2 separate regions of the Anas platyrhynchos genome follow, and region 1 is linked to region 2. A link is a contact called in public Hi-C data. All regions are on one chromosome and are shown on one strand. The core of a region is the stretch at or near the end of the contact, and the rest is flanking DNA. Distances in the headings are between cores, read along the strand shown. Region 1 holds the start of IRS2 (insulin receptor substrate 2). Region 2 overlaps MYO16 (myosin XVI).

Region 1 (4,131 bases), core at 130-2,629, 340 kb after region 2:
GGTGGGGGTGGTGGTGGTGGCGGCGGCCGGGCACGGTGATGGGGTGGGTGGCCGAGGACGGGGCGCAGCCGCCGCCGCCGCCCGCCCCGCCGGAGGAGGAGGAGGAGGAGGACTGGCTCTTGCTGCGGGGCCGGAACTCGGACAGCTCCTTCAGCGCCTTCATGGCCTCCAGGATGGTCTCGTGGATGTTCTGCGCCACCACCGAGTCGTCCGCCTGCATCCACAGCTCGCCGGGCCCGGTGGCGGCCGAGCGCCCCACCTCGATGAAGAAGAAGCTGTCCGAGTGGCCGCAGCGCCGGATGTTCATCAGCTGCAGCGTGACCGCCGGCAGCTCGCAGTTGAGCCGCACGAAGCCGATGGTGCGGGCCGACAGGCACAGCCGGTGCACGCCCGTCAGGTTCTTGCTCTGCCCCAAGCCCTTGGGCTTCAGCGTCACCTGCCAGACCTCCCGGTAGGCGGCGGCGGCCGGCGCCACCAGCCCGTAGCCCAGCTCCTCGCCGCCGGCCGCCAGCGAGGAGGAGGCGGCGGCGGCGGCGGCGCTGCAGGAGGCGGCGAAGGGCGACGGGAGGTGGCGGCGCGGCGAGCCCTGCCCGGCCGCCTTGCCCTCGCTCAGCAGGTCGGTGAGCGCCCGGTACCAGCCCTCCTGCTCCTGCTCGTTCTCGGCCGCCACGGCGAAGTACTCGTCCTTGGTGTAGAGGGCGATCAGGTACTTGTGCTTGGCGTCGGCGCGCTTGTTGATGTTGAGGCACGAGTCCAGGGCGATCACCCGCTTGGGCGCCCCGGACTTGTTCCTCCATTTCTTCTCGCTCTCGTAGTACTCCAGCCGGGCGCCCCCCGCCTCCTCCCCGCCGCCCGGCCCCCGCAGCACGAAGAAGCGCTTGTGGCCGTGCTTCTGCTTGCGCAGGTAGCCGCACTTCCTCACGCCCTGGTTGTTGTTGTTGTTGTTGTTCAGGTTGGGGCCGGGCGGCGAGCCCGAAGGACCCAGCACGGCGGGGCTCGCCATCCCCGGCCCCCAGGCGGCTGCCTGCCTGCGCCGGGCCGGGACGGGCGCCCTCGGCGGGGACACCGCGCTAGGAGGAGGAGGACGAGGAGGAGGAGGCAGCGGCTCCGGCTCCTGCTGCTCTTGCTGCTGCTGCCCCGGCTGAGCTGCCGGCAGCGCTGCTCCTGCTGCTGCTGCTGCTGGTGCCGGCGCTGCGAGCGCTTCCCAGCTCGCCGCGCTGCCGCTGCCGCTGGTGCTGCCTGCGCCGGCGGGAGCGTGGCAGTGAGTAACGCATCGCGCACCGAGTGCCCCAACTAAAGAGCAAAACAACACGTGACCGCCCAGTTACCGAGGCGCTCACACACCGCGCCGGGGGCGGCACCCCGCCGCCGCCGCCGCCGCCCCTCATTGGCCGCCGCGCCGCCAGAGCGACAGCCGCCGCCGCCAATCGCGCGGCGGGGCGGGCGCCGAGCCCAGAGGCGGCGCGCTGCCATTGGCCGCCGGGAGCCTCGCCTCCCCCCGCCCCCGCCGGCGGGCCCCTTCCCGCCCACGGCCCCCGGCTCCCCTCAGGCGCCGCCCGCGGCGGCGGCGGGACCCGGCCCCGCCCCGCCCCCGGAGCGTGCCCGCCTCGGGGACCGTTGCGACCGTTGGCGGGGCGTGAGGGGCAGGGTGGCCGCGGGCTCGCCCCTCCGCACCCCTGAAGCCGCAGCGGGCTGTGGGGGGGCTGCCGGCAGGTGGCGGCGCCCCCGGAGCCGGGCTTCCGGGCGTGTGCGTGTGCCCGCCGCCCCTCCTCCTGCCTCCTCACACACTCAGCCCCTCACACGCGTGTGTGTGTGCGTCAGCCCTCCCCACGCACGCACGCAGAGCGGCGCCCACCTCACGCCCCCCCCTCCCCTCCTTTTTCTCTCCTTCCCTCCTCCGCCCCGTTATCTGCGTGTGGTGGGGAAACGCCGCCCGGAGCGGGGACCGCATATATACATATATATATATATATATATATATATATATATATATTTATATATATATGTGCGATAAATGCAATAAAGTGGGGTTTAACGCCGCGGGGCTCACGCCTTTCCCTAAGTGGGGGTGCCCCCGCCTCTTGTACACGCACGGACAGAGGGGAGGAAAGTGAGGCTGGGGTCACGCAAATTTTAAAAATAAATAAATAAAAGGGGATGGAGGAGGGGGGAGGCAAGCTGCCCGCAGCCTCCTTTGGCAATGAGCAGCTGAGGGAAGGAGGGGGAGAGGCAGGGGGAGACCACCGCGGTGGTGCCTAGCGCTGGGAGGCTGCCATGGAGCGGCTTGGCTGGGAGCTGGCGGGGTTTGGGTTGTGTTTTATTTTTTGGGGAAGCAAGGGGAGAAAGGCAGGAGGTGGGGGGGGCGAGGCCTTGACCTCTCTCCCCGGGGTGCCCGCTGTACGCTGCTGATGCAGCGGGTCACCCTGGGCAAGGTCCTCACCATCTCCCCGCGTCCCAGCCGAAAGCAAGGCGTGCTGACCCCGCTCGCTGTCCTGGCAACGGGCGACGGCTCCCGCGTCTGGAAAATGCGTGGAAGAGGCAGGGAATTGTGAATTTTAGATGACGCGTTGCGATGGCACAGCGGACCTCAGCGCGGAAGGTTTCCCATGGAAAATCAGGCGCAGTGGCTGTGCTACCGCTAGGCTGTCAGCTGCAGGCTTCAGGGGCGTTAGGTGAGCAATTTCTTGCTGCTCCGAGCGAGCTGGGCCCGTAAACGCCATCAGGAGTCATTTGTCTGGAAACCCCTTGCAAATTTGGAAAGATTTTTCCAGACGTTTATGAAATACACTCGGTGACCTTACGCACGCATTCTTACATCTGACATGCTAAAGAAGATGAATATTCATTTGTCTAAATGGTATTTTCATATATGTAAGTCATTACGATACGTTCAATAAACGTTTTGATGTACTGACTAACAGCAGAACTAAGCAAACAATTTGTATGACAGGCATTGAGATAGACTAGCAATCAGGATTGATTTCTATATTGACATTGATATAAAGAGTATCTGTATCATTTAATTTTAGCAGTGGCTGATGCATAACAAGCTTTTTTTTTTTTTTCCCCTAAAATAACATTTTGTTTGTTTTTGTTTTGTTTTTCATGTATAACTGTTTCAAAACACAGGAAGTGGTTCTCAGGTGTGCATAAACTTCAGGTAAAAACAACAACAACAACAACAAAATCACAACTATTGTTGCATGACCGACCCTCTAGAATGAATGACTCTAGTTTACATAGGTGATCTACCTCATTCAGAGTTTGCTTTGAACTCCTCTGAATTGTTTTTCAAAACTATACCCCCTTCTGGAAAGTTTTCCCAGTCATTTCAGTGTAATTACGGGGGCATTTAATTGAAACAAATGGACAAGCACCACTGCTCCATCCCATCTCTCTGCCACAGTTCACTGTCCCTACAGGCTGGCATATCTTATGCATCAGCCATTTCCATGTGTCGTGTGGCATACTAGCTTTAATTTTTTTAATTTCCAATGAGGCAGGCTATGAATTTGGGTGGCTGAAGCATAGCACTTGTTCTCCTGTTCCACTGAGCCATCTCAGGAAGAACACAGGGTGGCAAATAGGGACAGCAGCATCTTCAGTAACTGCAATAGATTTGCCAGAGGATGTTTGCTTAAATCATCTCCAAAGAATAATTCCATCATGATGAAAGAAAAAACAATCTTGTTTTACCTCTCCCATTCCTTTTCTTCTGTCATATCACCCTGCCCCATCTCTGTTTCAACACATTTATCTTCTAGCTTGAAGTCTCTTCTGGGAATGCTTTGCCAATATATGAAGTAGACCAACAAAATACTGCTCATATTAACAACTTTCATGCCTGCTAAACTGTGCTTTTGCCAGCATACCGTGTTCCAGCTCTCTCTTTTTTTTTGTCCTCCAAGGAAAATAAGCTGTGTTAGGTAATGGTCAGACTTATCAAAATGGACTATCTGTGTTAGGGGCATTTGCTCACAGTTATGTCAGTCGTAACATGTTCCTCCTTCCACCCTCAACTGGCAGGGACATGCCAAGAAAGGACTACACCAACCTTGCTTATGAAGCTGTCTTTAGATATACCAAATACAGTTTTGCCAGCACGGAGCCCTACTGATTTCATGCTTCCAC
Region 2 (4,372 bases), core at 673-3,172:
CAGTGGATTTCACAGCCCAGACCCTCCCTCAAAAGTCTGTACTGAGCTCCATGTAGGGCTGATGCAGGTCACTGTAAAATTATGCCATGGGGATTTTCTAAGTCTTTTTCACTTGTGTTTCTTTGTCCTTAATTTTGCTATTTTATCTCAGTTACATACCATTTAGGTCTCTCTATTTTTCTTTTTCTCCATAGACGTGTTAAAGCGTGCCATCCATGACCCTGTGCCTTTATGTAAGGAATTAAAATGTTGAAGTAAAAAATCAGAATATTTCATCAGCTGAAAAGTTTCTGGGTTCTAGTGGTGTATAAAAGCACTGTCATGAAGCTATCATACCTGGCAGTTTGCTGTAAGATTGCTCTGAGCATGATTGCTTTTCAGGTTTCTTTCTCTCAGCAAATAGCTGTCAGGTTAACCCAGCAAAACTGCTTGCGGTTTTTCCAAAATGACTTTAATTTTATTTTCTCTCTTAATTCTAATTGGTCTGTAGGTCTAGCCATTTAATCCTGCATTGCTTGATATCAATTAAGATATTGTAAAACCTAATACCATGGTATGCAGGCACTCTGAAGTTTTGGTTCGTTGCCACATATACTTATTCATCATTTCAAACCTATTAGGCAAATTGCACTTCATGCATGTATGTTCATGTCCACACCTATGCGGATTATCTCTGTAAGTCTGTATGAAGCAGACTCAGTCCAAAACTGTTGTGTTACATAAAGGTGAAACTTACAGTCCTCTTATCTTGTATTTTCGTACTTCTACCAAATAAGCCCCAAATGCAATCTCTTTTCTCTGCTATAATCTGTTTTTATAAAGGCATCTTTTTATTCATGTCTGTCAAGGGTTTATTCTATCTCAAATTTTGAATACCTGATTTAAGTGTTAATATTTATGCTGTATAACAATATATTTATATTTTATATATTGCACAGAGATTGGCAAAATCTCTTTTCTTTTCTTGGAAACCATAATACTCTATTTCACCTTTTCTAATTATCTGGAATTTCCCTTGTTCCTCATATTTCAAAGATAATTAGGTTATTCCTTAATTAAAAAGAAAAAAAAAAAGATATAACAGGGAACTAGAATGACTATGTATCCTTTATACATGTATACACATAACATTAATCAAAATTCCATCCTATTCTTTTCTGGTGACTGTTTTTACAAAGTTTCTATCACTTGAAACGTTTCCAAATGTCTTACCTTCCCTTGAAAAGGATAGGTTTCTCTCTGCAGTAGATAGATCCTCTAGATATTTCAGCTCTCACTTGATAGATTTTTCAAATACAAGCCATGCCTAACCCACTCTCCCCATCCTCCCCAAATCCAAACAAACAAAACTAAAGATCTTGAGTTATGAGCACATAGTGACAAGTTTTGCAAACAAAGTCCATCTCTTTCACATATTTCACAGACATAATAATACATCAATCTGTTACTGGTTGTCAAAGGAAAAAAAGAAGTTTAGAAAGGAAGAAAAGAGAATTTAGTAAGACAGCGCAACCTGTTTTTACTCCTTTGTGATGACAATTTTTACATTTCTTTTAGCAGAAATACATTATACAGGTTAATTTGGATTGCCTTCTTTTATTCACTACCTTTTGAATAGATCTTACTGAATCATGCCATTTTAACTTGGCAAACAGAATACAGCATAGTAAACAAAAGAAAGAGAAAACGAAACGGCAACATAATGAATTACACTGGCAGGACTGACTATTTTTCTTTGCATAAGCTGTGTTTGGATATTTACCACTTAAAACTACATTACTTAGCACTGCTATGAGGCAGCTGCATGCCAGCCATATGTGATTTTCATTTCTGAAACAACAAGACAAAGACATGGAGAGAAGGAGTTGCTTTCAGGAAAGATTGGAGTTCTGGTATTCAAAGCTATCCTCTTACTGAGGACATTGGACTGCGCTCAGTAGATATCTCTAACTTTGTTCTTTCTTGGCTAAGCGGGAGAAAGCCCCGAGAAATAGAATAGCAAAATCAAACAAAGAGGAGAAAAGAAAAAAAAAAAAAAAAGAGAGAGAGAGGAAAAAAAGGTATTTTTGAGGCATCAGTTCAAGGACACCAATGTGGTTTGTGTAAGCTGTTGATTTGGAGCTGCTTGTTTTTGTGCCCTTTGTACTTGCAATGTTCTTTCCATTAGTGTCTTCTATCATGTTGATGTTCTATTGAAATTGAGTGTGTGGTGTTTATTCCGATGCTTAAAGATTTGCTGTGTATACAGAACTGGGAGTACAGCCCTACCGCCTATTTGTGCACACTCCATGTAAATCAAATAATGTGCTGAGCCTGAGAGTATGACTGTGGGTTACTGTGCCATAACCTGAACTCAGGAATATTCTACCAAAGAAAAAAAATATAAAAAAAGAAGAAAAAAAAGCAGCCTGTTGGATCTTGTCAGTTGTGTACTTAGGGAAGTGAAGGAGAAAATGATCAGATAACACTCATCTTTGAAGACTCAAGAGAACTGAGTTTTCCATATTCACAAACTACCTGAAGGCATTGGCAGTAGTGTCTAGTCCAAACAATCGAAAAATCTTCATGATAAAGAGCAAAACTGAGAAGTGAAAGAAAAGAGGTTAGAGCACAAGTTCTATGACACCAGAGGGTTCCAGCCAGACCATGCTCACAGTGCCAACCTGTCTAGCCAAAAGCTTTCTTCTGTTGTGTTAAACTTACAGGTTGGGAAGAGGACAGTGCTAAGGATGAAGGTGAGGTAAACACACACTGGTTTCCTGTAGAGAGGATGAAGACTGGGAGAGCTCCCTGATGATAATTTGTAACTGGAAGGAGGGTGCAAGTGGTCTTGCATTTCCTAATGCACACTGTTAGTGTTTACATGGTGGCGGAGGAGTATAGAGTCAATTTAATCCTTTAAATCTGCCTGGTTTTTATTTTGTTTTGGATCCATTAGTGAATAAATTGCTCTGGCTAGGCCATGAGATCTTGCTTTTTATCAGCCTCTCTACTTTCCTAGGAAAGGGACTCACTTTGTCTAACGGTACATGTCTATGCTGGAATTGGGAACATACATACCCTATTTTTATACTCAGTGGAAAGAAATGGGGTCATACAGTGCAAAATTTATCTGAACTATTTTAAGGATCAGTGTTACAACAGAGTATATGACACTCAAATAGCATCTTCTATTGACTTTTAAGAAAGTCTACACAACTAATTCATCAATGGAAGTTTAGCTGAAATGTATTTCACCTCATTGAAGTCTTTTTTAGCAAGGTAGCTCACTAGGTTTCTCGGGATCGCCTCTAAAGCCTTACAAATATATTCTGCGTTATTTATGTGGGGAAAATATATGACCTGTCAGTGAGAAGAAGCCTAGTATTTAATTGGGTTGTTCGTTTACCTAAGAGTGAACTAAGGTTACATTGCTAGCAGAATTCTCTGGTAAGGGAAGGTTTTCAAAGACTCTACAGATTGCATTTCCCCAGAAGCAAACCTCAGTGTTTGCACATAACTCAAGTTTATCTGTACAAGCCTACACCATAAATTCAGTATTTTTATTATGATTTTACTATGATACAGTAAATATGATAAATAGTAAGTTCTTTTGTTATTCTTGAGACCATGAAAGTGTTAAATTTAACAGGACATTAAATTATTGTGTCTGTATGGCAACACAAGCTTCCATTCACAGTAGAAAGTATCTGATATGCTAAATATAAATAATTTTGTGTTTTGATAATAATATTGTTTTTTACAAGTTTTTTTGTGTTTTGTTTTATATCTCAGTTTATTATCAATTTTATTTTGCTTTCTTTTTAACAAAATGCTTCCTGAAGGGAATAGCAAGTTTAAAATACAAGAAAAAATCACAAAGCCATAGATTACATGTTTGGTTATACCTCCAGAAGGAAAAACAAAATAAAGAAAATTTAAATGCTTTAATTCATTTAAAATTAGCTATGAAAAAAAGTCAAATAAGCTTATAATTACAACGCCACTTTTGTCCAGGACAAATTTGGGCTGCCACCAACAGATATAGGCTGCTCATCCCTGCTTCTCCATTCCCATTACTACTCTGGTGTCAGTACTGATATTTGTATCAGTATTGTGCTGAAAATCAAATCAACCAGGGAAACATTCTGGCGGAGAAAAATAGCTACAAATTTTATGTAGTTTTTGTCTAAACAGTCATATACAAGATTAAAGTGATTGATCTGAGATGGCAGATGATGATACCAAGTCTAAAAGTAGTTTTTTTGTTTGTTTGTTTGTTTTTGTTTTTTCATTCTAGGTGCATAGATAGCCAACAAATTTGAAAAAGACAGAGAGGAGAAATAAGGAAGTTCTCTTAGGCCCACTCAGCAGATGAGTCAGTCAGTCAGAC

What was found. A called contact is a pair of places that touch in the nucleus more often than the background predicts.
Region 1: a contact with region 2 is called in a Hi-C map of skeletal muscle, with 2.0 times the contacts expected there. The contact joins the promoter of IRS2 here to the enhancer-like site in region 2. A contact is called at or near these places in 3 of 8 Hi-C or Micro-C datasets (skeletal muscle and subcutaneous adipose tissue).

What each region holds. Positions count from the first base shown.
Region 1 is chr1:146,045,357-146,049,487 of IASCAAS_PekinDuck_T2T, forward strand. It overlaps IRS2 (insulin receptor substrate 2), which reads right to left and starts at 1,380. Exons shown (of 2, transcript XM_038173343.2): 1 at 1-1,380. The coding sequence starts at 1,003.
Region 2 is chr1:145,703,104-145,707,475 of IASCAAS_PekinDuck_T2T, forward strand. All of the region lies in intron 27 of MYO16 (myosin XVI), which reads left to right. Among named protein-coding and RNA genes, the nearest start is that of MYO16, 300 kb to the left of the region's middle. Within about 2 kb of position 1,923, at least 1 of the 8 cell types and tissues checked has an H3K27ac peak or open chromatin away from gene starts, as enhancers often do.